Linked DNA regions of Zea mays: region 1 is linked to region 2. A link is a contact called in public Hi-C data. All regions are on one chromosome and are shown on one strand. Each heading gives the region's core, a stretch centred on a gene start, on an enhancer-like site or on the middle of the called end of the contact. The rest is flanking DNA. Distances are from core to core; before and after follow the strand shown. Region 1 has its middle 43 kb from the start of LOC541946. Region 2 holds the start of LOC100279404.

Region 1 (5,010 bases), core at 462-2,961, 110 kb before region 2:
CACTTCTGCAACCAGCGAGGTCTTATTGCGTACTATATTAAAAAGGTTTAGGAATTGCTCACTAAGAGGAGAATTATTAAGCCATTTATCTTTCCAGAATCTTGTTGCTTGTTCGTTCCCCACCTTAAAATATCCCCACTTGAGGAATTTGTCCTTGACGTTCATTAGACCGGCCTAGAAATGAGAATCACCCGGTTTTCTAACATCTTGTGTTAGGGATTTGTCTCTCAAGTATTTGTTTCTTAATAGATGTTGCCACACACCATCTCCATTGAGTAATTTAAAAAGCCATTTGCTGAGTAAACAAATGTTCTTTATGTCAAGATTGGCGACTCCCAGCCCACCTATCTCTTTAGGTTGACAAATGATTTTCCATTTGGCTAGTCTATATTTCTTTTTATGATGTCCTCCTTGCCAAAAGAATCTGGACCGAATAGCATTAAAATATGCTTGGTTGAATGCTTACCCAGTGGTGCTACGTACCCGCCGTAGTCGCGATGTGTGGACATCGTACGTTCCTTTGTGTTTGGAGGAAACCAACAAACGATATGCATGGTGAGCTGTGGATCTAGCGGGCCAAGTGTATGAGGGTATCACACAAAGCTTGTCTGTGGAACAAACAGACAAACCAACTTTGGACACAGTGGTGTCACAGAGTCACCGGCATCACAGCACAAAATACTGAAATAATCGCTGCAAAAACAACAGAAAAGTTCGCAGCGTCGTGCCCACAACCGAGTGAAGTGATGTATCATTCTTTGAAATAAACGTGTAGAGAAAATTTTAGAAGATTGTACCTGATCACGAAAAATATGAGAAAGCTAATTGAAAAGAACATGTTATTAGGTAAACAAACCTCATATGTAGGACAATTTTTGTTTCTTTCAAGGGCTGCAAAAGACTTTCCAGGTTTATTATATATACTCCGTAAGAACTGAATGCCCCTCAGTTCCAATTTATAATTTGTTTGGTTTTTTTTAAGTTTGATCGACTCATCTTATTCAATTTTTTAGAAAAAAATAGAAAATGCAAAGCTATATTTAAACTATATTATGTGGTAAACGATGTCACGGTAAAAATTAATAATAGTTATGAAATTTTTTTTAACAAGATGAGTCGGTCAAATTTAGAGTAAAAATTCAAACGAATTATAAAATGGAATGGAGTGAGTACAAGGTATCCAAGGTTTAAAATTTATCTCAAGTTATTAGTTAGTTTACATTCCTTAACCCTGTGTATGCCATTTAAACCTCTTCCATGCAAGTCTTTTGGACATGGTCTTGCCAAATAAAGCTCATGTACCTGTAACGGAAATCAATTGGGTGTATACATGTCCTTTCGAAATACACATTTGAGAAAATTAAGCAAGTTAGCAAACGGACTGATTAATTAGTGAGGATCAAACTAGTATTTTGCTAGACTCCGTATCTGATCATTGTAGCTGTAGCCCATTCGTTCTTGGCCCGTTTGTAGCCTTTCGCTTATATTTCTAGATTTTACATAAATCTTTCAGAAATTTTGTAGCCCATTCGTTCTTGGCCCGCCCTTACATCTCTGGATTTTACATAATTTTTTCAGAAATCTTGTAGCACATTTGTTCTTGGCCCGTTTGTAGCCCGTATTTCTTTCTTCCGCTAGGCGGCGCTGGCCCGAAGGCCTGCTCAGCCTCCCCAGGCCCCCTCGGTATCCTACAGCTGCGTGTCCACCGGTGCAATTCGAGATGAGCCGGCGTTGGCGCGTTCCGGCGTCGATCGTGCGCGGCCGCCGTGGATGAGGCCCGGTCGGAACTGATAGTCTCGCACATAGGTTAGCTTTGGTGGGTTCGTCCCAACATTTTTTTATTTTATAGACCTTTATTTAACACGAAACACTACGTTTTCTTAAAATTCAAATACACATGGTTATGTAACTACACGAATGAAATTACATAATTCATAACATCAATTAAAAATTACATAACTAGAGCACAATAATAAAAATACATAATTTATGACTACAATTACATAACTTAAACATAAAACACAAATGATTCACAAATAAAATATAATTTATAAAGTAGATTTTATGGTTTTTTTTTGAATTTTTAAACTCCAAATGTTAAAATAATCGCTTGATGTGGCACACACAAGGATAGATGAGGATACACCATCCCACTAAAGACGATCATAAATGATTGGTGCAATACGATGGTAATGGGTGGGCGTTCGGGTTACCCGAAAATTTCGGGTCGGGTAATTCGGGTTTTTAAAATTTCGGGTTTTGAGAATCGATACCCGAAATTACAACGGGTTTTGCAATACTCGAAATTTCGGGTACGGGTTCGGGTTCGGGTATTCCTGAACTACCCGAACCATTGTGTCACATTCATAAAAACACATACACCCTATTAAATTAGTATAAAAATATAGTTTGCATAATGATACACATGGACATATTGTCGGTGTTTTGGGTCCGACCGCACACCCGGGGTTACCCCTCAAGGTGTTTTTAGGAGTAGGACGGTGTCAACGACTGTAGCAAAATGGTTCGTGCCGATCGCACGAGGGACAGTGGACAAGATTTGCAGGTTCGGGCCGCTTAGAGATGCGTAACACCCTACGTCCTGATGAGTATTCGAGTGTGGTTACAAGAGGGCTCTCTGGATTGAAGGCACAGAGAGTTTACGTGGGTGGCTAAGTAAAATAGGGTCGATCGTTCTGAAGGGGTGCCCCCTAGGCCTTATATACTCGACCGTGGGGCAGTACACGTGGATATGATAACAACAAGTAGCTGAAAGGTAGTGAACCTCTTGAGTTTATCCCTACGTAACCCTCGCCGACTTATCCTCGCATGGCTCCATTGCATGGGGGCTTCAGCGCGGGAAAATCGGGTCTCCGTTGGGATTTACTTGTTCGACGTTGTGGGCCGTCCGGGTTTGCTCCAATCCAGCCTTACGTCTTCTCTGCTTTGTTGATCGTCTTTCCCCAGGCCCACGAAAGGATGACCTTACGATTTATTGGGCTCTTGGGCCTTTCGTGAGGTCTTTTACTCCTTTAGTGGACCCGGGGGATATCTATCCCCCACAAGCCCCCGATCTTTGGGTTGATTTAGAGGTAATCAACCCAAAGATCCAAGGTCCAAAAAATGACTTCCTGCTGTCTTCTCTTGCTCCGATTACTCGTTCGACCGAAGTTTAGTTCTGTGCTTGTGCCTTTAGAGGTCGGTGAAAGGGAATTAGGCTTACACCTAGTTCCTAAATTATTTTGGTGGTTGAATTGCCAAACACAAATTGATGAACTAACTAGTTTGCTCTAGATTATACGTTCTACAGGTGCCAAAGGTTCATCTACAACTATACTAATTCGACTGTCCGGAATACCGTAGATTATTCCGGATAGGAGAAGCTTTTTGGAAAAATAGGCCAAGCGCGGACCGTCCGGGCTCTTGCGGCGGACCGTCCGCGACATCGGGATACCCCTCGGACAGAACCAATACAAAAACACAAGTTTCCACTACGGACTGTCCGAAGGAAAAGCAAAGACCGTCCGAGCCCTCGCGCGGACCGTCCGGCCTCAGGCGCGGACCGTCCGGTCGGTAAGAAACCGAAAAACCCGAAGGTAACGGGTTCGGAGAAATGAATTATAGGGGGCCTCGCGGACCGTCCGGGGTGCACGACCGGACCGTCCGCGACTGGCTCTGTCTGACATCTGACGACGCATTAAATGCAATATAGCCGTTACTGCTGACCGTTGCATTTTCAGCCGTTGATCTACAGGGGCGGACCGTCCGCACCAGGAGGGCGGACCGTCCGCGCTCAGCAGAAAGGCCCAACGGCTAGGAAGTGGTTGGTGGCTATAAATACCACCCCAACCACCTCCATTCACAACATCCAAGCATTCCAACCTTCAACATTCAATACAAGAGCTAGCAACCCATTCCAAGACACATTCAAAGCCTCCATCTCTCCAAGTTTCACAATTGAGAAAAGAGATCATTAGTGATTAGTGGCTTGAGAGAGAAAGTGATCCGTGTGTTATTTGTCGCTCTTGTCGCTTGGCTTTTGCAATCGTGCTTTCTTGATTCTTTCATTGCAATCAAACTCACTTGTAATTGAGGCAAGAGACACCAATCTTGTGGTGATCCTTGTAGGAACTTTGTGTTCCAAGTGATTGAGAAAAGAAAGCTCACTCGGTCCGAGGGACCGTTTGAGAGAGGGAAGGGTTGAAAGAGACCCGGCCTTTGTGGCCTCCTCAACGGGGAGTAGGTTTGCAAGAACCGAACCTCGGTAAAACAAATCTCCGTGTCTCACTTGCTTATTCGCTTGGGATTTGTTTTGCGCCCTCTCTCGCGGACTCGTTTCTTTATTACTAACGCTAACCCGGCTTGTAGTTGTGTTTATATTTGTAAATTTCAGTTTCGCCCTATTCACCCCCCCTCTAGGCGACTTTCAATTGGTATCAAAGCCCGGTGCTTCATTAGAGCCTAACCGCTCGAAGTGATGTCGGGAGATCACGCCAAGAAGGAGATGGAGACCGGCGAAAAGCCCACTACAAGCCACGGGAGCACTTCATCGGAAGAGTCCCGCACCAAGAGGAAGGAGAAAAAGAAGATCTCCTCCAACAAAGGGAAGGAGAAGAAATCTTCTTCTCACCACAAAGAAAAGAAGGAAAAATCTTCTTCCCACAAGCCGCATCGGAGCGGTGACAAGCACAAGAGGATGAGGAATGTGGTCTACTACGAGACCGACACTTCATCACCATCCACCTCCGGCTCCGACGCGTCATCCGTCACTTCTAAGCGCCAAGAGCGCAAGAAGTATAGTAAGATCCCCCTACGCTACCCTCGCATTTCAAAGCATACACCTTTACTTTCCGTCCCATTAGGCAAACCACCAACTTTTGATGGTGAAGATTATGCTAGGTGGAGCGATTTAATGCGATTTCATCTAACCTCGCTCCACAAAGGTATATGGGATGTTGTTGAGTTTGGTGCGCAGGTACCGTCAGTAGGGGATCAAGACTATGATGAGGA
Region 2 (5,411 bases), core at 2,636-5,135:
ATCTCGCAGGAGGCGCGGTGGCGTTGAGCGCCCGTTGCTGTCCGCCATTGCCGCATCGGGATCTTGTGTCCATTTGCTATGAGAACACTAACTGTCCGCTCTCTAAAAAAGCATAAAATATAAGGTTCAATAACAGAAAAAGGTCCAAGCTCCTACTAAAGTACAAACAAAGTGCAAGATAAAGGGATGGGAAAGAAATAGAGGTAGCTTCCTTTACATAAAACTCTAGCTAAGCATGGACATCCCTGTTTCAAATTGCTTTAATGTGTGCGAGCATACCTTCCCAAAGACGCAGCCCAGTGGAGTGCAGTCCATCCATGAGCATCTCGGAAGTTCACATTGACACCAGCAATTATTATCGGTCTTATAGCCCAATCATAACCCAGTGCTGCTACTAAATGAATCACACCCTGTCCTTCCTTGCACATAACATTGGGACCCTTTCCATCATCGTTTACTTTGCAGATGAGCCATTGATGCAGCTTCTCTTTCACCAGTTTCTTTAAACTTTGGACCCTAGCAGTGGAAACTACTTCCTTGACAGAAGATTCTTGATTTGACCATTTCCCATCAAGCATTAAGGAATTTATAGCAAGCATTTGATGGTCATCTGGCCCCAAAGTGAGTAGCTTCTCAAGACAAATGTGTAGATGCATTTCATTTACACCATTGGCTTGGGAACGAGAAGTATCCATGTAATGAGCTTCAGAATCACGATACTCAAATTCTCGCACTTCACTACAAGCCACCATGTTTGAACAGGTCACATAAAATGGAACTCTTCCTGATTGGTGTGCTGGTGCATAGCAGCGTAGCGTGCCATCGGTCAAAACCTCAGCTGGTACTTCAACATCCCCAAACATACATGACCACCTGTGACTTTCCACATGTTCTTTATTCACCAAGAATGTACCAGTAACTGAAACCTGCATCATTAGAATAATTAGCTAGAAAGAGACATGAGTACTACAAACTGCTAACTAACAAACAAGAATTATCAAATTGTGGTCTATGGAGGTGAAAAACATAAATACTGTAAGAATTATCAAACTGAAACCTGCCGGAACACCCTGAGGACGGCCCCGGGGTCGTCTGCCGCGACGTTCGCCTTCATCAGCGCGTTGTAGAGGTGCGCGTCGGCGCGGACGCCATGGTCCCTGCGAACCGGGAGGACGCGAGAGATCTCGCGCGGCTCGCCACCGCCTACCGGTGTGCGATCGGCACGAATCGTCTTCCGATCTCATCAGCCTTTCGCCTTCTGGGAAACGGAGTCGTCGCTCCATCAGTGCCGCTCGAGCCAATCGCGAACGGGGAGGATGCTGACGCAACAGGCGGGGGTGGGCACATCGCGCGAAGTGGGCGACGGGAAGGTGCTTCGAGGGGGTGGGCGGCCGACGGGGAGGTGCGTCGACGGGGGATGGGGGCGGCGGCGCGATTGCATCGGTGGGAGGGAAGATGCGAGGGGTTTGGCTGAGTTTTGAGTATGGGCTTGGGCGCGAGGAGGCGGTGTCGTAGGGCGCGACAGAGGGCAGGTCGGGTCGCGCGGAGGTCGCACGATTCGCGACGGCGGGGGATGCGGATGGGGATGGGGCGGCGGCGGCTCACGCAGGGTGGGGGAGGGGAGGCGGGGGAACGAACGCGGGCGTGGGCGGGCGAACGGTGTGGATTCACGGAAGCGAACGGACGGTGTAGATTCACCGAAGGCAGAACGAGAGAAGGCAGGCTACCCTTACCGCCTTAATAAGTAGTATAGATTTGTATCTAGTTTGTCTATACGTTCTAGAAAAAAGGACACAATTGGAACAAATTATTTCTTGTTTTTTGAAAGTCGCCTAGTTGGGATGAATAGACGAAACTTGAAAATTACAATCTTTAAACACAAACATTTTTTGAGGTTAGCATTAGCATGAGTATTAATGAAATTGGAGTGTGGAAGTAGAGTTCTTCTTGCTTAGAGTTACTCAATTAATGCGGATAACTTTGGGAGTTAACTCAAATCGATCGCAAGCAAGAGAATTAGAAAGAGGAGAGAGGAATAATCAATCGCAAAGCAAGGTTGACACAAAGACATAGACGATTTGTTTCGCGATGTTCGGTTCCAAATAAACTACTCCCCATTGAGGGGTCCACGTAGGACGGATCTCTTTCAACTCTTTCTCTCTCTCAAGCGGTCACTTAGATCGATTGAATGCTTCTCTTTAATCTCGAGGGTCACTTAGACCCCACAAAGATCACCACACACTTATTTGTCTCTTGCTAGCTCTACAAGTCAACGAGAATTTAGAAAGAGAGGAAAAACACGATCAAGAAAACCAAGCAACAAGAGCACCAAGAAAACACAAGGTCACACATTCTCTAGTGTCTCTCCAATGTCCTAATCACTAAAGATTACAAATCACAGTTATGGCACTTGTAAGTATCTTTTGTTTCTATAAACTGGTTTATAAATTAAAACTAGTTTATAGTGTTTGAAACAATTTTAGTTTTCATAAACTAATTTTAGGTAAGGGAGGCTAGGTTCTTGGTTTTTAAGGAATTGTAAAAGTTTCTATAAATTGGAACATAAACTATTATGTTCGAAACCGTCTTAGTTTTTTTTAAACTAATTTCTTAAAAAAACTGGCTGCTTCCAAACAGCCCCTTAGTCAAATGATTGGGCTTACCTAAAGTTTAATGTTTCATCAGCTCTTGTTGGCTGTAATTTAGGTCTGAAACCTGAATTTAAACTCCAGAACCTCCTCTCGTCAGCTGTGAGCTCAATACTGAGAAGGAAGAGCACATGCACGTCACGTGGTCAGCAGAAGGAATCCTATACACCAATGGAGTACTATACTGTGTATATTTATCCTGTAATGCGGTAGCAGATCTTGTCTCTGACACCTGACGAAGTGTGAAACTTATGGCGCCGTCAGATGATGAACGGCATGGCATGTGGCATCTCTCTTCTTGATCTTGCACGTCACACACAACACAATGGATAAAGGTCTAGAATCTAGACGAAAAACAGCTAAAATTGCATTCCCAGCATTATGTTATGGAGCCATAAAGTTTTAACCTTTGCCCGTCCCTAGCTGCCAAACGGAGCCTTTCTCTTTAGCTGAACCAAATTACGACCTTTTGTGCGATGCAAATTGAGCGAAAAAAAGAGACAAGAATGGACCGTACGGTGAATACCTTCCACTTCACGGTTTTGACGCCATTTGGAAGGTGAGAACGCTCGTTCCGAGTTCCTTTTTAGTCCTTAGTTCGAGCAAAAATTTTCTTCTTGACATCAGTAAAAAAATAATCCATGCCTCCCATTCCCAGTTATCCTTTTATTTACTTTATTATCACATAATGACTGTACTGCAAAACTTGCAGAAGCTGCGTAAACTGTAGGGAGTGAGGGGGTGTTTGGTTACACCCCGCTAAAATTTAGCCTCTGTCCCATCGAATGTTTGAACCTCCGTTCCGGGTATTAAATGTAGTCGGATTATAAAACTAATTTGTCAGCCGAAGATTAAAAGACGAGACGAATCTAGTTCAGTTAGTTGGATCTATATTTCATACTCCTATTTAAAAGTCAAACGCTTGATGTGACCCGAGCTAAACTTTAGCAGGAGCAACCAAATACAGCCTGAGTAGGGTCCAAAAGGAGACAAGAACACTGAACACCTAACAGTCAGTTAAATCACTCGAGTACTCTGAAAGCCATGGTTGGTATGTCCATCACGTAAACTCCCGGTGGCGTAGGCAATTCGAGACGGTTATCAAAAGGCTAGACTTTTTTTTTCCAGAGTCTGATGAGTGAGATGATGTGTAGCATGAACAGTGATGAAGGAACGCACGCCCGCACGCGTGAACGAGAAGCGAGGAGAGCGTGCGCACGAGCATCCATGTGTCCATAAAGGAGAAGGGAGAGGAGTAGGAGCAGTAGACGAATGATGGTGCCATACTGCCATCGCCGCCAGCTCAAGCCCTCCCTTCAATCCAACTCCACCTCCACAAAAATCCTATCCATTCTCCACCAAACGCCCCCACGACGAGAGCTCATCATCCCCTGCTAAAAATTTGCGTCTTTTATTTCTAAAGATTCCTTACCGGAGTTTTCTTTAATAAAAAAATCCCCCTTCTGTTGTCCATTTCTCGACGCGCCAATTGTTTTTTTCTTTCTTTCTGATTTGGATTCGTGGATTTGGACCACGCGCACCACCACAACCAATCCTCCTCCCCCCTTCGAGTCCCCGTCCTGCCCCAACAATCCCAATCTCCGGAAGAAGGGGAAGCAAGCATCAGAAATCCTAAATAGGGGGGGCGCACCAAGAACTCCACTGAGAATCCCCAATCATTTCTCGGTGCATTTGGCCCCGCTCCACCATCACCGAAATCTCCAAGAAAACTCATCCCGAATCCGCCCCCGCCCCCAAATCGGCCCTACACCGCACCAGATCACAGCTCATAATTCCAGTGAGAATTCGGAAAGGAGGGGAGCAATGACGGAGGTGGCGCTCCTCCGGGGCCCGACCAACCTCGCTTCCACCGCAAGCCGCGCCCCCGCCTCCCCCTCCCCCTCCCCCTCCTCTTCGCTGCGGTATTTAGCCAATGCCGACAGCGACGTGCTCCAAGGAAGCGACAGCCCGGAGCGCACTGCGGGATCTGCGGGGAGCCGACGACTCCTTGAACTGCGCGGGCAAGAGGCGGCGGAGGAGGAAGAGGAGCGGTGGTCCTTCTTGGCGCTGCTCTTTGAGCTACTGCGGAAGTCGTTGCTCGGGTGCAGGACCGTGGGCGGCGGCGAAGGCGAACACGGCGGCTGCGGGATGGAGATTGGGTTGCCCACGGACGTGCAGCACGTGGCGCACGTCACGTTCGATAGGTTCCACGGATTCCTAGGCCTGCCCGTTGAATTCGAGCCCGAAGTGCCCCGCCGTGCTCCCAGTGCCAGGTATGTCTCTTCTCCCTCATCAAATTGCTATCGAGTTCACGCTTCCAGAAAATCTGGCTTTCTTTTCAGAGTTTACTTATGCAATAACATGGATGGTGTTTGCTCCAATTTAAATTTTCGCTTGGATGGTGTTTGCACCTTTTTTCCCCCCTTCTTATAATTCCAAATATATGTGGTGCTTTGGTTCCAACAGTTGCAGATAGTAAGTATTAGATTCTGTTCTGTTAGAAAGTTGTAAAATGTAAATGGTGTTTGCTTGACACGGGAGGTGGTTAATAGTTGCATTTTGATGGTATGGTTGTTTCAGTACTATAGTTTTGATCCTTATCCTTCCCCATATTCAAACTCCACCTTGCGAATCTACAGTGCAAAACAATATTTTTGGTGACCATATGGATGAACTGCTGAACACAGTCTTACAACCTCCATGCTGCTTTGATCTGAAATAAACTTTTGAAAAAGCAAAACTTTAGCTGGAGTTTGAATTCCA

Evidence for each region. A called contact is a pair of places that touch in the nucleus more often than the background predicts.
Region 1: a Hi-C map of tassel shows a contact between it and region 2, with 7 times the contacts expected there. The contact joins the enhancer-like site here to the promoter of LOC100279404 in region 2. A contact is called at or near these places in 5 of 25 Hi-C or Micro-C datasets (ear, endosperm, leaf and 1 more).

What each region holds. Positions count from the first base shown.
Region 1 is chr10:5,474,057-5,479,066 of Zm-B73-REFERENCE-NAM-5.0, reverse strand. No RefSeq gene overlaps it. Among protein-coding and RNA genes, the nearest start is that of LOC541946, 43 kb to the left of the region's middle. Within about 2 kb of position 1,711, at least 17 of the 20 cell types and tissues checked have an H3K27ac peak or open chromatin away from gene starts, as enhancers often do. A contact at or near this core is called in ear, endosperm, leaf and 1 more, where this site is marked.
Region 2 is chr10:5,362,815-5,368,225 of Zm-B73-REFERENCE-NAM-5.0, reverse strand. LOC100279404 reads left to right here and starts at 3,885. Exons shown (of 5, transcript NM_001152416.1): 1 at 3,885-4,921. The coding sequence starts at 4,473. LOC103642277 (calmodulin-binding transcription activator 1) reads right to left here and starts at 1,142. Exons shown (of 2, transcript XM_020546122.3): 1 at 1,058-1,142; 2 at 123-926. The coding sequence starts at 1,114. The coding sequence ends at 261.